2 separate regions of the Callithrix jacchus genome follow, and region 2 is linked to region 1. The links are chromatin contacts, called in public Hi-C maps. All regions are on one chromosome and are shown on one strand. The core of a region is the stretch at or near the end of the contact, and the rest is flanking DNA. Distances in the headings are between cores, read along the strand shown.

The links. Hi-C and Micro-C count contacts between places; a contact is called where the count stands out from the background.
Region 2: a contact with region 1 is called in a Hi-C map of skeletal muscle, with 4 times the contacts expected there. The contact joins the promoter of PYURF here to the enhancer-like site in region 1. A contact is called at or near these places in 3 of 3 Hi-C or Micro-C datasets (induced pluripotent stem cells and skeletal muscle).

The regions. Positions count from the first base shown.
Region 1 is chr3:109,007,621-109,012,675 of calJac240_pri, forward strand. HERC3 (HECT and RLD domain containing E3 ubiquitin protein ligase 3) reads right to left here. Exons shown (of 24, transcript XM_078366837.1): 9 at 3,019-3,095. Among named protein-coding and RNA genes, the nearest start is that of NAP1L5, 39 kb to the left of the region's middle. Within about 2 kb of position 2,316, at least 5 of the 16 cell types and tissues checked have an H3K27ac peak or open chromatin away from gene starts, as enhancers often do. A contact at or near this core is called in skeletal muscle, where this site is marked.
Region 2 is chr3:109,144,903-109,149,957 of calJac240_pri, forward strand. PYURF (PIGY upstream open reading frame) reads left to right here and starts at 2,826. Exons shown (of 2, transcript XM_078366862.1): 1 at 2,826-3,122; 2 at 4,581-5,055. The coding sequence starts at 2,920. The coding sequence ends at 4,722. PIGY (phosphatidylinositol glycan anchor biosynthesis class Y) reads left to right here and starts at 4,576. Exons shown (of 1, transcript XM_078366863.1): 1 at 4,576-5,055. The coding sequence starts at 4,821. The coding sequence ends at 5,036.

The DNA.
Region 1 (5,055 bases), core at 1,066-3,565:
CTATCACAGTCTCTAGTAAAGAAGAAGAAGAAGAAAAGCACTCATTCATCAGCTCATGAGATCAATTTTTTTCTCCTTTGTACCTACACGTGAAAACATAACTTTCGAAGTAAATTTTCTTGGTTACTTTCCCAGAGCTGCAAGTTAAGGTATCATTATGGGAAGAAGGAGTAAAGAATGTAATGAAACAGAAAAGCCTGAGATAGTTTTTGAACCTCTGGTTATTGATAACTATGCTACTAAAATGGCCACAGATATGTACTGAGAGAACAAAATCATCTTGAAGTAGAGAGAGGAAACTCAATCCAAAGCAAACCCTGGAGTACACACACACATTGTCTACCTCATTTTAAAACCACTGTTCTTATGTAAAATTTATTTATTTCCCCCATTCAAAGGAGCAGCTGAACATCAATTCTGACACAAACCTACAATAAAATACAGACTTGGAACTTTTTTCTCATTCTTCACCATATGTCCAATAAACCGGAGATGCCTTGGGTGAAGTATAACTTCAGCACCACTTAAATAACCAAGAAAAAACATCATTCTTCCTGTCTTTAATACATACAGGGAAAAGAGGAATAACTGCTCTTGGATCAGTTTTTCTCAACTTTGGCTGGACTTTGGATCACCAAGGGAGCGTTCAATAATCCTGATGACCACGTCATACTGCAGGCGATTAAATCAGAATATCTAGAGGCATCAGTGTTTACAGAGCTCCCAGGTGATTCCAGTGGGCAGCCAAGGTTAAGAATCACTGTTCCAGGAAAAAGAAGATTATGAGATACACACACACACACACACTTACTTCTAACAATCCCAACCACATTCCCTCTTCAATCCTAACCAGGGCACAAACTAAAAGGAAAAGGAGAGGCTATGGTTTACATTCATTAAATTCCCAAGACCTAGAATCAAATGTAGCAAAGGGGTATCTGAATATAACTCCTCCCCTCCCTTCTTTCACTTAGGGCCTGACAGTCATGAATGAGTCAGGCTTTTGTAAAAATAGAGGCTGTGGCTGGGCACAGTGGCTCCTAACTCTAATCCTAGCACTTTGGGAGGCCGAGAAGGGCAGACCACTTGAGGTCAGGAGTTCAAAACCAGCCTGGCCAACATGGTAAAACCCCATCTCTACTAAAAACACAAAAAAATTACCCAGGTGTGGTGGTGCATGTTGTAATCCCAGCTATGTGGGAGGCTGAGGTAGGAAAATCGCTTGAACCCGGGAGGCAGAGGTTGCAGTGAGCTAAGATCACGTCATTGCACCCCAGCCTGGGCAACAGAGTGAGACTCTGTCTCAAAAAAGAAAAAAAGGCGGGGGGAGGCTATAACTATACAGGTGCTTTGTCTTGGTTCAGTAAGTGATACGGTAACAGGGTAAACACATGATTTGATCAGTTTAATAGTTTAAGTAAATGTGTACAGGTTTCAGTTTCAAAAGAAAGAGCAACATCTTCCTAAGTGATGTTTAGTTTCCTTTTTCTTTGTGATCTTACATTTTTCATGCATACCTACCCCTCTTTCCAGTTAAACTCTCACCTGCCCTGTCTAACAGTATGCTACTTCACTTCTTCTCATCAATGTGTTGTTTTCCAGGCCCAACAGTGTTGATTACAATAATAAAAATCAGTTACATATATCAGATACTGTATTTACAAAAGAAAACTAGTTTCATGTTCAATTTCACAGGAAAATTAAAGTTGGACAGCATTATTCAAATCAGTCTCTTGAAGAAATAAACACTTAAACTCTACTACTTATGGACAAAAACTGATTATCCTCCACAGAGTCAGTGCTTTGTGTATTTTGTTTCATTGACATCTTAAAGAAACAAATTATAATCTCAGCTTTCCTCAGGATTTCTCTGTAACACACACACTGAGGCTGGGTCTAAAAACAGGTCTAAAGCAGCAGTTCCAAATCACACCAGATGGCAGCACTAAGCCACCTTCTTCAGACACCTGACCTGGAAAATAGCTAATGATCAGCTTTAGCTGTGCAGCCTACGGCCTCAGGCTCCACCAGGACCTTTTCCAACAAAATCACAGAATCAGAATGACAAGAAGGAAAAAATTTTGTATACTTAAAGATAGCTAAGTATCAAACTAATAGAGAAAGTTTCCAAGACTGGAGGAGCCCCTGGTTTCCACAGTTGCTCATTTTTTCCAGTCAATTATGACTCCTTTATCACCACTAACAGCCCCCTTTCCTTTGCTCTTCCAGGAGAGGCTAAGGATCCATGCACCACTTGGAGCTGGTCCTGTTGACGTGCTTGCTGAATAAAAGCAGGAAGGGTGGGGAGGGAGAAGAAAGAGAGGAGAGAGAGCACAGGGGATGGAGTGCAGCACTGAAAACAAATCTGTGGGGCTTTTCTCAGACTGAATTCCCCCAGCAAGGAAGAATGGAAGGAATTCGAGCCTTGTCACAGATACCTGGATCCACACTCTACCTTCAAGCAGAAAGACAATGTTACACTGTCTTTATCCACTACAGTGATGCAGGAAACAAGAGGAGGGAAATTTTGGTGTCACGTCATGAGCCATGTGCAGATTATAAATAATAACACCTGAAAATCGTGATATCTCATACATACATACATACATGTATATTCAATCACATCAAATAAAAAAACCCACCAAGTTCTCAAATACCTAGCATTTGTTGCCACTTAACAACAAATGCTAAGGAAGGAAAGAAACGGAAAACTGAATAATGCCAAAGTAAGCAAAAACTCCCTAGGCATCCTTTACAGTGTTTTTGGAACATTCATGAATATAAATAAATAATTTCAAATTATAAATTAGAACTCCATAACACCAGGAGAATTGTTGGCACGTCAAGGGAGCCAAATGGAGACAACTTCTTCAAGATTTAGTTTGCTTATTTTAGAAATAACATAAGACTGGTAGAAACAAAGAGTTACATTGCTCTTTACTTTGTAATTACTTGTTAAAATAAATATTGGTTCACCATTATTCCTCCCGAGAAGTAAGAGTCAAAAGAAAATTTTACCTCGTATTTGGAGCAAAGTACAAAAGTTTGGTCTCCTCCAGAGAAGATCTGCTTAACGATATGATATTTAAAGCGATCTGTCAAAAAAAGAATTCCAACAGCATATTTTTCAATAACTGAAGCTTCTCCTTGATCCCTTTTTTCTGCTGTTACAGAATACACTTCAGAGTGGATACCTATCCATTTTAATTGTGTCACTGAAGTAAGAAATCTTCCCTGGCTTGCTGCTTAGGACTGTTTCTACTTCAATTAAAAATAAATATATAAAATGGTATCCTCCACTCTAACTCTACTCTGCCCCTCCCCAGCTGCCAGCTAATCCTGACCTCATTTCTCTTTTTCCTTCTAACTCTATCATGCCACTGACCTGAAATCTGAAATGGGCACTACTCTTTACAGTAACAAATAATTCAGCATGTGAGTGTGGTGGGCCCGTGCCCCTTCAGGATGAAGCTTGCTGTGAAAGGACCTCCATTTCCTGCTCCCTGCTTTACCTCCCATCACACTGTGTCCATGGTGACACTCTCTTGCTACCATGTTGCCTTTATTTCTAATACAACCCACTATTTTACATATCGGTGCCTCTTCCCTCTGCCGTCCCTGGCATACTGGATTCTTTATAAATGAGCTCACCAAGAGCATAACTTGAATGTGCTTCTGGAAGTGAACCTTGGTGGGGCTCACACCAACTCCCTCACAGCCCTCTACACCTGGCTAACTCCAAATCATCCTCAGAGGCACTTCTCAATCCTCCTCTAACCACAATACTCCTCCATGGCTTCCTCTGTGATTCCACATTACCAAGAGCGGTACTAAAATCACATCACTTACATAATTGACATTTACCTGCTTATGTTATAAAATCATTTTGGCAAACATTCAAGCACAAATTTAGGACCACAGAAGTCAGGTTATAATTTAACTTAAAAAATGTGTGGTTTCAAAATAACCTACAAAATACTTGAGTTTCTTAAATTGGTAAACTTCCTAAATAAATGCATTCCACTTGTGAATGCAATGTCTTGGAGAAAAGAAAATTTGCAAATGACAAAGAAGAGGACACAAAGCCATTATTTCGCTTTTGGGAACATCACCCAAACAAAATCTTGTTTATTTTATAGTTGCACTACATTTCAGATGCTCATATATTCATTCCAAAAATGTTTACTGAGAGACAAGTTTATGCCGGGCCCTGTGCTATATCCTAAGTTTACAAAAAGAAAAAGAGTTTGTGTGTGTCCTTGAGTTTCTTATAATCCAGTAGTAACTTATAATTGTTATTGTTTCAGACAAATTCCTGATCAAGCCATAAGTGTGTCACTTTATCGACTTCAAAAGCAAAATTCATTATTAAATTACACTTTTTTAAATGACTGTCTAGCTCCATTTCAGCCTCAGATTTATTATTTCAAGGTGAAACAGTCATTCAATATTAATGACTGCCTTACTTTGATTTCCAGTGAAACCAAGACTGCTATTTATTTTTTAAGAGAAGAAAAAGACATGGCATAAAAAGAAATCACATCATGTTATATACCAAAACACCAATAGCAAAGTAGAAGTTTGTAACACAGTACACAGGATTTAGAATGACCTAGGTTTAAATCCTGCCTCCAGAATCTATGTGACCTTGGGCAAATTACTTGACCTCCTTACAACTTGGTTCCCTTATCTCTAACATGGGGATAACAACCACTAACTATTCGGTTGTTTTGAGTGCTCTGCATGGTAATGAAACTTCACTGGGCATTCAAAATACGCTATCATTATCAGCAACAACAATAAAATGTATACACCACCACCAAGGTCTGTGCAAACAAAATAACACAGTTTGAAGGTATGTTCTCATCAAAACTCATGTTGAATTGTAGTAATCCCCAACGCTGGAGGTAGGGCATGGTGGGATGGGTTTGGGTCATGCAGCTGGTGGGATCCCTGATGAATGGCTTGGGCCATCCCCTTGGTGATAAGTGGCAATAAGTGAGCTCTTGCTCTGAGTTCATGTGAGATCTGGTGGTGTAAAGTGTATGGCACCTC
Region 2 (5,055 bases), core at 1,576-4,075, 140 kb after region 1:
GACTCATTTCTCTGAATTATGGGTTCACAAATTTTAATGCCCCCAAATTTGGAATTTATGGGTTTTGTTAAAATACATAGTCCAGCCCCTCTAACTCCATATGTGTGATAATCCAAGAATTGTGTTTCAATAGTATCCATATTGTAATTAGGAAAATTCCATTTCACTTAAAAAGAATGTCCCAGAAGTACCTCGTGCTTTCCCTTTTCATCAGAATGTTTACCAGTTTCACCATAATAAATAATTTTATTGCTAAAAACATTTTTTTAATCTGTTAGTCCCTGTGCTAATTGTTTTACTTATATTGTTTTATTTAGCCTGCTCAAATGCCTAAGTTAGATACTGTATTTCACAAGTGAGAAGGCTGAGGGGGAGAACTTAAGTATCTTCTCCAAGGTCACACAGCTAAAATTGTACCTGAACCCAGAAACCATCAGGCTATTGTTCACAGGCCTATGTGACAGGAAAGGTCATAGTCATATGAATAGTGAAAAGGGACTAACTTTAAAAGACCAGTTCCAGTCCCATGAGCCTATATACTGTCACCTACATTTAGCTTAGTATACTATAGGCAAAAATGAATCATTATTTCTTCATTACCGAGGGCTATTTAGGGGCATTTTGCTTTGATATGTTGCAACTTAATATGCACATGGTAAGACAGTCACACATTCAGATATTCCTTAAATATTGGTGTTATAAATTTGGGATGTCTTCAATACTTTGTTGTTACTCTCTATTCTTCCCCTAAATAAAATAAACTGAACTGCTTTAAACCCTCTATGTGGAGGCAAGCTGAAACTAATTTATTTATAACTGGTTAGAAAACCCCCAGCTGATAGAGATCTGCAGCCAAGCTAGGTGAAGCTTAAGCATGGGTGCCTTCCCAGACTCCACAAGGGCCAAGGGTTGGGCCCACTCAGGCTGGCAGAAGTCAAGTGCTGTTTCCCCTTAAGCAGAAACTTATCTTTCCTACAGCTCACCCCCTCCCTTGAGCCCAAAGTATCAACTGACTTCAACTGAAAAATTAATTCCTGCTACTGCCCTAGTCAGAAACAGCGTGAAGGAGACCTAGGAACTTTGAGAGTATGTCGGTGATAACTGCCCTATTCTCTAGTCTATTACTGACTCTAATAATGGAAAGTTATAACTATGAAGGATTTCTTTGTGCGGGAAGGAAGGCTTGGTAACCAGAGACTTTCATTATCTTTTAAATATCTACCCAGTAGAAAGAAGTGTTTCCTTTTTGGTATCTTATAAGCTACATTAGTCTTAGAAATCTTCAGAGTGTTAGTGAACAAAGAACATCAAAGAATTAACTTAAAAAAAAAAAAAGGATGGCCCAAAAAACAAATAAACAAAAAATTAGGATGAACACAAAAATTTCTCAATTTATTTCTACACTGGAGTGGAAAATAAATTTGAAAATATAAAAATATTTTTGTATTCTTTACTTCCACCCCCAGGAACTCAAAATGTTAAATGATAATGCCCCGTAATGCAAAAAAAAGTTCAGACTGATATTCAGCAGTACAGAAGGAAAAAATTTATGACTAACAAAGAATCTTGGAGTCTTCTCACATGGAAAAACTAGATGAAATAAAACTAAAAATAGACAACATTAATGGAGCATTTTAATTTGTGCCGGGCACTTTTGTAAATGTTCCTTGAATGCACAATCCCATTTATCCTCTACCTTGAGGGTCTCAAGGTAGGTACAATCATTCTTATTATTATACAAATGAGGAAAATAAGCAGTTAAGTCATTTGCTGAAGTCATCCAGCTACTAAATTGTGGACGGGGAACCAAGGTGTCAGGCCCCAGAGCCCAAGTTCCCATCTACTAGGCCGTAAGAAAGACACCTAAATGGCGTCACTTCCTCAGAGTCGGAAGCAAACTTGGGATACAAATTAACTGAATGGATCACCCATTTGACTAACAGACATCTGCCTGATCACACAGTTTTTTTAGACTCCTTGTGGCCTCCAAGTTCATTTATAGAAGTAAATTAGTTGTGCTTTATTATGCAAATACTTCACAATGACTGGGTCTTGGGCGGGAAGAATTTATATATTTTGGAGGGTCAGAGACCTAGGCCATTCCTTTCAGGTTCACAGTTTTTTGTGTTTTTTTTTTTTTTTTTTTTTTGAGCCCGAGTTTCGCTCTTGTTACCCAGGCTGGAGTGCAATGGAGCGATCCCGGCTCACCACAACCTCCGCCTCTTAGGTTCAGGCAATTCTCCCGCCTCAGCCTCCTGAGTAGCTGGGATTACAGGCACGCGCCACCGTGCCCAGCTAATTTTTTGTATTTTCAGTAGAGACGGGGTTTCACCATGTTGACCAGGATGGTCTCGATCTCTTGACCTCGTGATCCACCCGCCTCGGCCTCCCAAAGTGCTGGGATTACAGGCGGGAGCCACCGCGAAAAAGCCAAACAAGATTACAGAAACTAATGGTGTAGTGAATATGTACATGAAACAAATGAACGCTTTCAATAAAGCCAATACGATAGTGTGTTTGAAACTTCACCTGGCGGTAACCACGTAGGTCCAAGCCTAACTCCCCACAACTCTGAGGTCCTGCCACTGGCTTCCTAGCACCCCTGCGACAGGACCCCGTGAAAACCCAGATACCTCGACTTAAACACTGGTTTAGTTTGTAGTCGGGTAAGGCGGTGGGGCACCCATCTGAGGCCTCTGCCCTTGGGGCTGTCGTCCCCGCGGGATAGACGCCCGCGGGAAAACCAGTCAGGGCAGGAGTACCCTCGGAACCAAAGCTCCCGCTTCGCCTACTCCCCGGTAGCGTTTCCCGGAGCACCAGGGGGCGGGGGCTGGCTGGCTGGGCTGGCCGGGAGGGTAGCCAGGAGCTCGGTCCCGGCTGGCAGAGATGCAGTGAGGCCCAGTCTCGGGCTGCTTGACCATGCTGAGCGGAACGCGCGGCCGGCTAGCCTCAGAACTGCGGAGAACATGCACGCAGCCGTCCGCAGTCGCTCGTAGGTGCCTGCACGCGTCGGGCTCGCGGCCTTCGGCCGACCAGAACAAGAGGACGGAGAAGACGCCCCGTACCTTCGATCCCGCGCTCCTGGAGTTCCTGGTGTGCCCGCTTTCCAAGAAGCCGCTCAGGTGACTCGCTGGTTTGGGCCCTTCCTTCGCAGCTTCCGGGTTGGGGGAAAGGGAGCGGTGGGCCGCGGCCTCCCGCAGCCACTGGGGCCTTGTAGGTCAGGCAGGTACTCTCCGCTGCCATTTTCTGGACTCTGGCCCCGCAGGACCGGGAGACCGGAGGCCAGGGGAGCCGCGTCCCACATCTGCCCGACCACATCGCCAGACTACGGGAATGGCTTGAAGCGTTTTAGGTTCGCCACCGGCTGCGCAATGCAATCACCCGGGGACCGTTTTAAAAATGCCGATTCCCCGACAGCCCCCAAGACCAGCAGACTCGGAATGTCCGAGGGATGAGACCTGAACATTTGTATTTTTTTTTTTTTCTTTTTTCCTGTTAAGAGACAGGGTGCTCCTTACGTTGCCCAGGCTGGCCTAGAACTCCGGCTTCAGCCTCCTAAGGAGCTGGGGGATACAGGCGCCGCCCCCACTCCCAGCTTATTTGTGTGTTCTTAAACGACCCCGAAATGATTTCTAAGGTATAACCAGGTTTATGAACCACTGCGATTCAGGACAAGGCCAAAGCCTTCTGGTTTTTAAGCCAAGATGATGAAAAGTATTGTTGTACCCTCCAGATTCTTGTGAAGGTGTCGTGTACAACTGGTGCCTGACAATCTTAAGCATTTCACCTGTGTGTGCTGCCCAGTGGCTCTTAGTTGTGGACTAGCAGGTTTCGTAGAAACCTCTTTAACCTAGTTTTTGGGAAAACAGCTCTACAGTTTCCAAGCTACCAGAATTGAATATCAACAACATTAACACTAGTATTACAAATCGCATAAACTAAACACCAAAATGTTATCAGGGACTATCTTTGAATGGTAGATTGCTAGCAGTTTTTTCATATTTCTTTTTTTCCCATAATATTATTCAATTTTCTCAAACCTTGAAATTACTTGATTTGCCTTTATAACTAGCTCACCGCAGACTCACTGCTTTCCAGTGTTTTCTCATTTCTGCCCTCTCACCTTTTCCAGTTATTTCCTTCTAATGGATTAGTTAAGTTTCTCTATTTAGCATTTATTCTAAAATGAAGAAGTTGATTTTTCTCTAGTGTTTGTTCCAGTAGTAAATTTACAGAGATGGTTTGAGGGTTGACCGAAGTAGTGAAGGAATATTTGGGTAAGAGGGGGATCTTTTCTGACTACTATAAAAACGAAATTAAGGAATAACTTGTGAATAAGGCGAAAAAGAGAATATGAGAGAAACCGACTAAAATGGGAATAATTATAGATTCTAAGAGAATTTTTTTTAAGATAAAAGGTTGAATTGGCTATTGTTGCTTTTAGAATTGAAGAAGACTACTCTGGGATTAACTAACTCTATACCGAGAATTGGATAAATGGTGGTATTTGTTGAAAATCAGGCTCTTCAAGCATTTTATTTTTCACAATTCATTTTGTTCTTTTTTTTTTTCAACCTCAGATATGAAGCATCAACAAATGAATTGATTAATGAAGAATTGGGAATAGCTTATCCAATCATTGATGGGATTCCTAATATGATACCGCAGGCAGCTAGGATGACGCATCAAAGTAAGAAGCAAGAAGAACTGGAGCAGCGCTAGTTCATAATTAAAAAAAATAAAAAAAACCCAACAGCTGACTTTTCTTAATACCGTATACCTTTTAAAACATAGTGGAGGGTAATAATTGGAAGAGAAGAATGTTTATGTCTCTTCCTACGTTGACTGTTCTTATTCCACTGGTTTCTTTAGCAGGACTGTTCTACTCGGCCTCTGTGGAAGAAAACTTCCCACAGGGCTGCACTAGCACAGCCAGCCTTTGCTTTTACAGTTTGCTCTTGCCTATTTCCATACCAGTGTATGTATTCTTCCACCTTTGGACTTGGATGGGTATTAAACTCTTCAGGCATAATTGATGTAACTAGTGTCAATATG